2 separate regions of the Mus musculus genome follow, and region 2 is linked to region 1. A link is a contact called in public HiChIP or PLAC-seq data. All regions are on one chromosome and are shown on one strand. The core of a region is the stretch at or near the end of the contact, and the rest is flanking DNA. Distances in the headings are between cores, read along the strand shown. Region 1 overlaps Cubn (cubilin (intrinsic factor-cobalamin receptor)). Region 2 holds the start of Cubn (cubilin (intrinsic factor-cobalamin receptor)).

Region 1 (4,982 bases), core at 1,377-3,876:
TCAAATAGATATTTTCATAGTGTAATATTTCCCTTATTGAACATGTGTGTGCTTTTTGTTTTGTTTTATTTTGGTTTGTTTTGGTTGAGTTTTTTTTTTTTTTTTTTTGAGGGGGGGGCAGTTGTTGAGCCAGGGTTGGCCGTGAACTCCTAATTCTTTTGTGTTAGCCTGGTGAGTGTAATGACTGCAGGCAAGTACCACCATGCTGTTTTCAGATCTGTATATTTTAAAAATGATTGTGGCTACTCAAATAATATGGAGATCCATTATTGGGCTTGAGGTGGAAAGCGGAGGAGATGGGGCAAAGCCCCATATTGCTGTGGAGAAATAATGTTCAAACTGAGGACTTTTAAGAACATTCTAGAATTGCTTTCTTGACTCTTCTTCCATCCTTGCAGAGAGAACTTAGCATTCATTCTTGGACATTTGAGGAAGATGTTTTTCACCCTTAGTGCAGTATCCCTCTCTTGAACATGCCATCTGTGTTCCTCCAGCTAACCAGCAGCTCAGCCCAGTGGCATCTGTCTCCTCCCCCAGCAGAGAGCTAGAATCCTCAGCAGCCCCAGAGCTCTCTGTGGGTGGCCTTTGACTTCCACGTCCCCTTAGTCCACAGATGCAGCTCTGCTTAGGATTTTGTCTTCTCTTTCTCTCTTGGAATCTGTTTAAAGACAGAAGTTTCTATCCAGTTAAAGTTTGTTTTTTCCTAACCTCTCCAAAAAGGGAAATGAAAAAACATGTTTGTATTTGCACATAACTGCTGGTCACATGTCCATACAACTGCTTCCATGCAGGGTTCCCGAACAATCTCTCAAGATCCAGAAATTCTGTTGTCAGTCTAATAGTAGTCTTCTTTAGTTCTCCTTGAAAAATATCATTGGAAATGAAATTTCTTACTTGTGCAGTTGAGGAGCCCATTATTAGAATCAAATCTGTTCAAGGAGGGTTTAATCAAATCAGTTGAGCCTGCTGACAGCTGTGGGGTGGTAAGAATAAAGCTTCATGTTCCTCAAATATTCCCTGGCTAGAAGTGACCCTTAAGCATCGGGCTCTATTGCAGACCTGCTCAGTCCTTTCTATGCTGCTCAGTAGAGCATGACGGTTTAGAAAGAAGATTCTAGAGCCAGTAAGCCTGGGTTTAAATCTAAGCTTGAATAACCATGGATGGGTTGTTCAGTCTCTGGGTGTCATTTCCCTCAGTAAAATGGAACAATCAAAGTAAATGAGCTAATACACACAAAGAATGAGAACAGGGCCTAGCACACAGCAAACAATGCTAACTGCTGTTCGCGGTACTAATCGAAGCAGAGCTCCTGAGCCAGCCATAGGGATTCATAGTGCATCCATCCTGCAGGCGGAGGGAATTAGTGGCCCCTCGTTTAGAATTCTTCCTTTTCTTTTTGCTGATGACTGCAGCCAGCTTCCTCGATGCATCTTGGCACCTTGCACAAAGTATAAATGAGAAATGACAACACCCATATTCTAGTCTACTGATTTAACTGAAGCTCTTTGAGGAAACAGAATGGAGAGGTTCCATTGACACATTGAAGGTTTGGAAACTGTTAGTAACGGCCTTAAAAACTGCTCCGTGCTTCTCTATAATCCTTTAACAAAGAATGAGTATATTTGCTACAATTTAACATTTTTTGGCTTTTAGAAAGAAAATTGGGGTGAAGAAAACAATCAGTTTTCTTTGCATCATTGATGCATTTCACAATTCTGCATTAACTACACTTGCACTCACCTCAGTTTGTAGAGACTTCATTGCAGAGTTGCTAGGCATTTTAACCCCCAGTAATGCCCAGCATAGGACACATGCCCATAAACAGTGCATTATTATTCTAGCATGAATAGAATCTCCCAGACTAAAGAGAGGCCCATTGGACACGCAAACTGTATATGCTCCAGTACAGGGGAACGCCAGGGCCAAAAATATGGGAATGGGTGGGTAGGGAAGTGGGGGGGGGGAGGGTATGGGGGACTTTTGGGATAGCATTGGAAATGTAATTGAGGAAAATATGTAATAAAAAATATTAAAAAAAAAAGAATCTCCCAGACTATGGTTCAGCCCCTAGCCTTTTGCACTGTCAAAAGCTGTATTTGGGACCTGGGGAGTTGTTTCAGTTACTAAGTATTTGTCACACAAGCAAGAGCACCTGCGTTCAGACTCCTGTGTAAAAAGCTGGGTGTGATAGTACACCTCACATCTCTGTAACCCCAGCACTGGGATAGGCATGTGGAAACAGGAGGATCCCTGGATCTGGCCAGCCAACTTAGTCAAATTGGGAAGAAACTTTGTCTTAAACAGAGTAGAGAGCAATTGAAGACATCCAGTGTTGATCTTTGGCCTGCACACAGCAGCATTCACATGTGCTTAGACCCACGTGCTCAAAAATACACCCTTCACACATAAATACTTATGTGTCCACCCCAAAAGCCATAGTCTACAAACATTTTCCCCTTTATGATAACAGAGTTGTACACAGAGTGTCCCCATGTGTGAACAGCACAGCTCCTTCCTTCTGCCTCTCAGCCTTCTTCCAAAAGCCACAGAGCTTCTCTGTCTGAAGCCTGGTAATTAAAAGCTCCCTTCCTGGTTAGAACAAAGCAGAGAAGCAGAAGAGGTTTTGTGTGTGTGAGCCACAGTGGGTTTGACTCTTTGATCAGGGCGCGCCTCCTTGCTCATTTCCTGAGCAGATGAGTCATGTTTCCTGGAACAGTCCTTTAGAGGAAGTGGGCTTCCACAACGTTAGCTGTCTGCTAATAGCCCTGCTTACAGTAGAGCACCTGCCACTCACAAGTGAGTTTAAGTGCATTCTATAGGCCAGACATTTAGTTTTGTCTCCATACCAGCTGGGAGAATATAGCTTTCTACTAGGATAATCCACATTCAGAATTTTGAAAAGTATAGCAATGAAGCTGATCTCTCTTACGTCATTAAGCAGTCCAAGATGCATCTTAGACAAGATGTTGACTCCAAAATTGTCTGGGTAAAATGTGATTTTTTTGTTTTGTTTTGTTTTTCCAGACAGGGTTTCTCTGTGTAGCCCTGGCTGTGTTCTGGAACTCACTCTGTAGACCATGCTGGCCTTGAACTCAGAAATCCTCCTGTCTCTGCCTCCTAAGTGCTGGGATTAAAGGTGTGTGCCACCACTTCCCGGCGATTTTTTTTAAATTATAAAAATATATGAATTCTTTATTTTTTAGGCGATCAAAATTCTTTTCAGACAGAGAGTGGTGGTACACACACACACACACACACACACACACACACACACACATCACAGCACTTTAGAGGTTGAGGCAGGAGGATCCATTTACAATCAGACTGGCTACCTAAGACCCCTGTCTTTGGGAGAAGAAAAGAAAATCGTTGCCCTTTTCTGACCATCCTCACGATGAAGAATTTTCAACTGACTAGTTTGCTATATAAAATGATGCAGAGCTGCAGCCTTCAAACAACCAGCCTTTGGTTCAAAAGAGCTCTGGTCTCTGCTCCTCATAGCCTCTCGAACTTGAAGCATAGGATTCAGATGAATAAGAACAAAACCTACCACAATTTCCCAAACTACCGTTAAGCCACTTAAAAATCCCTTTACATGCACAAAGTTTGACATTATTTCCCACAACTTTCCACCTCTCTTCCTCCCATACTTAAGCCCAAAGCAGAAAAGTCCAGAGGCATCTACTATCAATGCTTGTGAGTACACTGCACAGGGAGGACCATGGGTGCAGGCACACTGCAAAGAGAGGACCATGGGTACAGGCACACTGCACAGGGAGGACCATGGGTACAGGCACACTGCAAAGGGAGGACCATGGGTGCATGCAGACTGCACAGGGAGGATCATGCATACAGGCACACTGCACTGGTAGGAAATGCTGGTCACAAGGTTAAGTTTTAAATATCATAAATCTTAGTTAGGAATTCTGGTTTAACTTTTTAAATGGGGAAGATTTCCAATTGCAGCATTAGAGACATTATATACCCACATGCATACACACATGCATGCATACATACATGCATACATACATACATGCATACATACAAACATACATATATTAGCTTTTAAAGTTGGCTTGCAGAATAATCACTGCATTTTCATATCTATTTGATCTATATTGGGGGCCACTGTTCACAGCTCCCTTCTGCTTCCTTTTTATACATTAAAACATGTGAAAACACTTTAATTTTAGTTCTTACTTAGCAGGCTTACTCTTTCTTCTGGCAACCTGGAAGAAGAGGCAGGCAAAAGCACTCTAGGTCTCTATGGCTCAAGGTTCCATAATTTTAATTTGTTCTATGAACTAAGCTTTTCCATCTGCAGCAGATGCTCAGGCCATTGGAAGGCACAATAATATATGTTTAAAGCATTTAGTGTTTTACTATGACAGGACAATTGAAGGCTATAGCCTATGGAACTAACCATATGTATCCACAGGAGAGTGTGTTTGGCTCTCAAAGTCTTTCCCTCCTCCCTGGGGAGGGACAAGTTATTCACTGCTCCATCAATGATCATAAAATTCAATATTTATAGAAGTCCATGGACTTCTAAAGACTTCATTTTAATAAAGAATTAGAATAATTAATAATAGTTACCATGAAAAAGGATATGCTCAGGATTAAATGGCTTGAAAATAACGCTGGAACAGATTACTTTCTGTAACAACATTTTAAGACAAATGTTGATGTTTGATTCTAAACACAGAAAAGAGATATGGAAATAGCAGAACATTTTAGTGGGCCAGCTGAGTGACTGGAAACCTAGAGGAGTTTGTAATTCTAATATGGCAAACATTACTAAGACATATTTATGTTATGATGTGAATAGTTCTACAGAGATAATGTATTTAAAATAGACTTAACTAATCAAAAAAGAACACATAGTCACTGCAGGAGATTGAGAAAACATAGAAAAGCCTAGAGGTAACAAAACAAAAAAAAAGTTAAGTTCCACTGCTTCCAATAATATTTAGTGGTATTC
Region 2 (4,982 bases), core at 1,021-3,520, 78 kb before region 1:
TTGAAATATACTTTCTTTGGTTGTGTTAGTTCAATTATAGTGGTCAAATAGGACAGGAGTAAAACAGGGTCACATTTTAAATTCTTTTTTTTTTTTTTTTTTTTTTTTCGAGACAGGGTTTCTCTGTGTAGCCCTGGCTGTCCTGGAACTCACTCTGTGGACCAGGCTGGCCTCGAACTCAGAAATCCACCTGCCTCTGCCTCCCAAGTGCTGGGATTAAAGGTGTGCACCACCACTCCCAGCTACAGGGTCACATTTATCCACTGTATCAAACTGAGCAGCTATATTTGAGAAATTTAAATTAATTTAAATTTAAGGTTTTAAAATTTAAATGACAATGCAAATGAGAGAGAGAGAGAGAGAGAGAGAGAGAGAGAGAGAGAGAGAGAGTATCCTAGATCTTTGCACTTTAGGGGACTTCCCAGTGAAGGAGAAGGAGAAATCAGAAAGAAGAAAGTTCAGACATAACGATCAGCATGCAGTCAGAGCTGACTTTTCTCCAGAAACTTCTGGAAGAGGAGCCATCCTCCAGCCAATCCAGGGAGCTGTGGTTCCCTTGAGCTGCTGTTGACTTGCTCAAAGCGTATGTTGAGCCAGGGCTCTGGGATGGGCCTTGGGTGGCTTGCTGGGAGAGAAGCTGGGGTGCTGATATTGGGAGTTACCTGCTGGGCTTCTAGACCCTAGGAATTTCTCTAGGGCTCAGGTAGCCTCTCTCTACTGTGTGCAGCATCTACAGATGGCAGAAATTCGAGACTAACTATAGTTTCAGTGCAAAGGTCATTGGGAAATATATGTAGCCAGCTTTTAATTTTGTGGTCCATAGGCTTGTACTTCTGCCATTGCATCTGCGGCTCATCAGAGCCTTTTGTATTTTCTCTGTGGATCTCTACAAGCATTAAACAGGGAGCCCTCATTCTCCTGCACTGTAGCCTGCAGCAATCACCATTCTCGGTTTCTGTATCAGAGTCAAACTCATCCAGGCACCGTATGTAAGCAGGCTCGTAGATGGTGGTTTTCTTTCACTTTCCTGTATCTACTTTGTAGTGTGTGCTGATTTGTTTTTTTTTTTTTTTTTTTATGGCTGAAAAACATTCTATTGTATATTGGGTGTGGTAGTGTGAACCTGTAATTCTAGGAATCTCTATGCTCTTTTCTATAGTAGCAGTGCCATTTACTGGGTATGGAATTATGTCTCATGGTTTTGATTTAGAGTCACCAGATTAGCAGAGCTGCTAGCCATATGGTCACAAATGTCTGTAAGTCTTTTCTGAGGGTATTTCCACTCTGTTCTTTGGCTTTTTTTTTTTTTTTTTTTTTTGTTGCATACTTTCTTGTTAAATTGTGGGATTTTTTTTTTTTTTTTAAGTTCTGGATGTTAATCTCATTTGGTATATATGTTTTCCAACTACTTCCTTTGCTTCTTTGAGTTACTTTAAAAATACAACTATTTTTTTCTTTGACAGTTTCATATATGTATGTCATATATTTTGATTATATTCATCCCATTGCCTTCTCCTATCCTCTCCCTGCTCTCACTGAGCCCCTTCTTTCAAAAACAAAACAAAACAAAACAAAACAAAACAAAACAAAACAAAACAAAACAAAACAAAAAAGTTCGTACTCTTTTCATGCCTGTGTGCAGGTGTGGCCTCCTGGGCTTCATTAGGGTTGCCTAGGTGAACATGGTGAGGATTATTTACTGGAACTCGGGGCCACTTCCCTGTGGCTCCCCACTGATGTAAGCTGATCCCCTGAAGTTGCCTTTGAATCCTCTTGAATTTTGACACTGACTCCTTCTCCTGGTTTCTTTTTGGTTTTACTGTTCCTACTTTTGTGGTTCAGGGCCGAGAAATGAGTGCAAATCCACGGTCACGACTTCTTCCCCATTTCTTCTTAAATTTGGGGCTCCGAAGAACACTTAGCAGTAACCTTTATGCACAGTATGAGATAAAGAAATCACTTCTTTTGCAGAAATTCTATTTCTCCAGCACTATTTACCAAAAGCTGAGAGCCTCCTAAGCAAGGATTCCTTCAGTGGATGATTCCGGAGCCGCTGGTTACTGTTTCAAAGGTTAAGCAAATAATGATTAAGTTGTGCATAACTTAAGGTAGATTTTGACCCCTCACAAGTTGAACAGTACTAGAGATCTAAGATCATTGACATTCTTCAGGAAGGAGCAAAATAACTTAAGCCTTCTTGGAAAGACTGGAAAGTTAAAGAATATTTTGCTGATCAAAGAGCAACTGGCTGCAAGCAGCCCTCAAATTCTGGACTCAGCTGGCCAGAGTGGTCTCCCTCTTGCCGGCGAGGTGAGCGGGGGAGCTGCGGAGCATGGCCTCACATTTTCTCTGGGGTTTTGTTACTTTATTGATGGTACCCGGATTAGACGGTGAAACTGGAACACCAGAGCAGAAGCTACAGAAAAGAATTGCTGATCTCCACCAGTAAGTATAAGCGTGGCTTATTTCTGCTAAGGGACTGGAGTCTATCCTTGCTGTCCGTAACAAATAACACGAGAAGTCAAAGTTTCTCAAGGAAAGTAGCGATGTTAAAAAGCCCCTGGGGAGAAGATTTGGGCTGGTATAAAGAACTGTTTTCTGATTTACAAATGGTCTTTGTTCACTTGTGAGTGAGTCACATCTGCGATTCCTGGGAAATATATCATTAAGAAATTCTCAGAGAAATAATGATAGATGAATAGAGACGGTTTGGTTGGATTGAGTGTGAAATGAGGATATGTATAGCAAGTCTATCATTATTCCGCAAGAAACTTGGTTTAAAATTTAAAACTCTATGTGCTAATTACTGATGAATTCTCTGCTCAAATTGTATAGGCCTCGGATGACTACGGAGGAGGGAAACTTAGTGTTTCTTACAAGCTCTGCCCAAAACATTGAATTTAGAACTGGTTCCCTGGGGAAAATCAAATTAAATGATGATGACCTTGGCGAATGTTTACACCAGGTAATGCACTGGGAAAACACAGCTCTTGCTTTGTTAATCAATATATACTAGCTTAAATTGACCAGCTCAATATTAGTCAGCACCTTGAATCCTGAGCACAGAAAACACAACCATAAGATCAGGTCTTAAAAAGAAGCCTTATGCTGGAGAGATGGCTCAGTGGTTAAGAGCACTGACTGCTCTTCCGGAGGTCCTGAGTTCAAATCCCAGCAGCCACATGGTGGCTCACAACCATCTGTAATGAGAAAAAGAAGCCTTATAAAGACTTCATGGTGAGGAGAGAGGGGTCAATGCCAGAAGAGGAGGCTCATTGCTTAGGGACAGATTTCACCATTCAGAGAAGAGCCAGAAAGTCAGAGCTCCTCTACCAGAGAGGAAGTAAGGAGGGGACCAGAGCAGGCACAGATGCGTTCTATAGGGAGGGAAGATGAGTTCTGCATAGAAGGAATAAAGGGGAAATAGAGCAGGCACAGATGTGTTCTGTGCAGTGTGTGTGGGGCAATAAGGAGGGGACCAGAGCAGGCACAGATGTGTTCTGCAGGGAGGGAAAAGGGAGAACCAGAGCAGGCACAGATGTGTTCTGTGCATTGTGTGGGGCAATAAGGAGGGGACCAGAGCAGGCACAGATGTGTTCTGCAGCACTATTGCCACAGCAGAGTAGTCAGTTACTCTAATACTTTATTGAACGCTTTCCATACTCAGCATTAATAACATCACATGCTGCGGCTGGGTCATGCACTTGTGTGTTATATTGCTTGACTCTCAGGACTCCCCCATGAAAGTGTTGATTATTATTCCACTTATGAGTTACAAAGTGGGCAAATATTTAATGTCCAAAAATAGACAATAAGTAATTGGGGCAAGATTTAAAATTCAAAAGGTCTCATTCAAAAGCATACATTTTTGTGTTACTAGGGGTTGAATGGAGAAAGTTTTAAATTATATCGTAGTCAAGCTCTCTCTCATTGAGCTATAGCCCAAGACTACCACACTTCTTAATATGCACTCTAAAACGTTATTACATTATGGGAAAATACATATACAAAAGTCATTGTAGCTCTAGAAGAGTCAACTGAGCTTTGCCACATGTTTTGAATTTATAATAATGAAGCTTTAGTGCTTGCTCCTGTAAGATGGAAATATTTTTCCATATTGTTATTCTTTTCTTTTTCTTTTTAAAATATTAGATCCAGAGAAACAAAGATGATATTATAGATTTAAAAAGGAATACAACTGGTCTTCCTCAAAATATACTTAGTCAAGTCCACCAACTTAACTCGAAGGTAAGGTCGACATATGCATTGCGCTCATGGTAAGAGCCATGAGTTCTTGTCAATCCAACTTTGTACGTAGTGAGCTCTTTTGTCGTTAGCTGTTTATCGTTACATTGTGAACTTTGGGGTCAAGTGGCATAGCTGTAATGGAGGCTAGGGAGTGGTAGTGGCAGAAGGCAGTAAGCACTACGGCAAGGCTTTGTTCAAGTTCTGATAGCATCTCCCTTGCCCAAGGCTTGGCTTTGTTCAAGTCTTGATAGCATCTTCCTTGCGAACCAAGGGGGGGTTATCACTGTCTTTGTGCTGTAATCTCCTTGTGAAGGAAACAGAGAGTCAGCTTATCAGTGGGCTGAACTTCTTTTTAAAAGACCTTTAAAAATTTACAGGTAGAAAGAAACCCCAGAAGGGAAGGGAATAAGGAGGGGGAAAATAATGAATGAAAACCAACCAAGCAAAATGAGTCCCTAAAAGAGCAGCATAGCAATGGGTAACATCACGTGACAGTCTCTGCGCTCGGTAATTGGTGCATTTTCTTCCCCGCTGCTACAGCTCGTGGATCTTGAGAGAGATTTTCAAAGCTTACAGCAGGTAAGTTCTACGGATGGATAGTCACCGAAAATATGTAAGCAACATTTCTAAGGTAAATATGGCTGTTGTTCCTCTGTAAACCTAGTACTCAGGAGACCGAACCAGGAGTATTGAGAGTTTGAATCCAGCTTACCGTACGTAGCAAGTTACAGACC

Evidence for each region. HiChIP or PLAC-seq counts read pairs in DNA pulled down with a chosen protein or histone mark.
Region 2: an H3K27ac HiChIP or PLAC-seq map of embryonic fibroblasts shows a contact between it and region 1, with 28 read pairs. The contact joins the promoter of Cubn here to the enhancer-like site in region 1. A contact is called at or near these places in 3 of 39 promoter capture datasets (the 3T3-L1 cell line, the C10 cell line and macrophages), 1 of 15 datasets of contacts at CTCF or cohesin (the NIH/3T3 cell line), 11 of 484 Hi-C or Micro-C datasets (the AtT-20 cell line, CD4 T cells, the HPC-5 cell line and 7 more), 7 of 115 datasets of contacts at active chromatin or transcription factors (CD8 T cells, Th17 cells, a colorectal cancer cell line and 4 more) and 3 of 9 other capture datasets (adipose tissue, embryonic stem cells and liver).

Annotation. Positions count from the first base shown.
Region 1 is chr2:13,411,400-13,416,381 of GRCm38.p6, reverse strand. All of the region lies in intron 27 of Cubn (cubilin (intrinsic factor-cobalamin receptor)), which reads left to right. Among named protein-coding and RNA genes, the nearest start is that of Cubn, 78 kb to the left of the region's middle. Within about 2 kb of position 2,626, at least 226 of the 459 cell types and tissues checked have an H3K27ac peak or open chromatin away from gene starts, as enhancers often do. A contact at or near this core is called in the AtT-20 cell line, CD8 T cells, the NIH/3T3 cell line and 7 more, where this site is marked.
Region 2 is chr2:13,489,164-13,494,145 of GRCm38.p6, reverse strand. Cubn (cubilin (intrinsic factor-cobalamin receptor)) reads left to right here and starts at 2,270. Exons shown (of 67, transcript NM_001081084.2): 1 at 2,270-2,445; 2 at 2,836-2,965; 3 at 4,153-4,248; 4 at 4,789-4,827. The coding sequence starts at 2,333.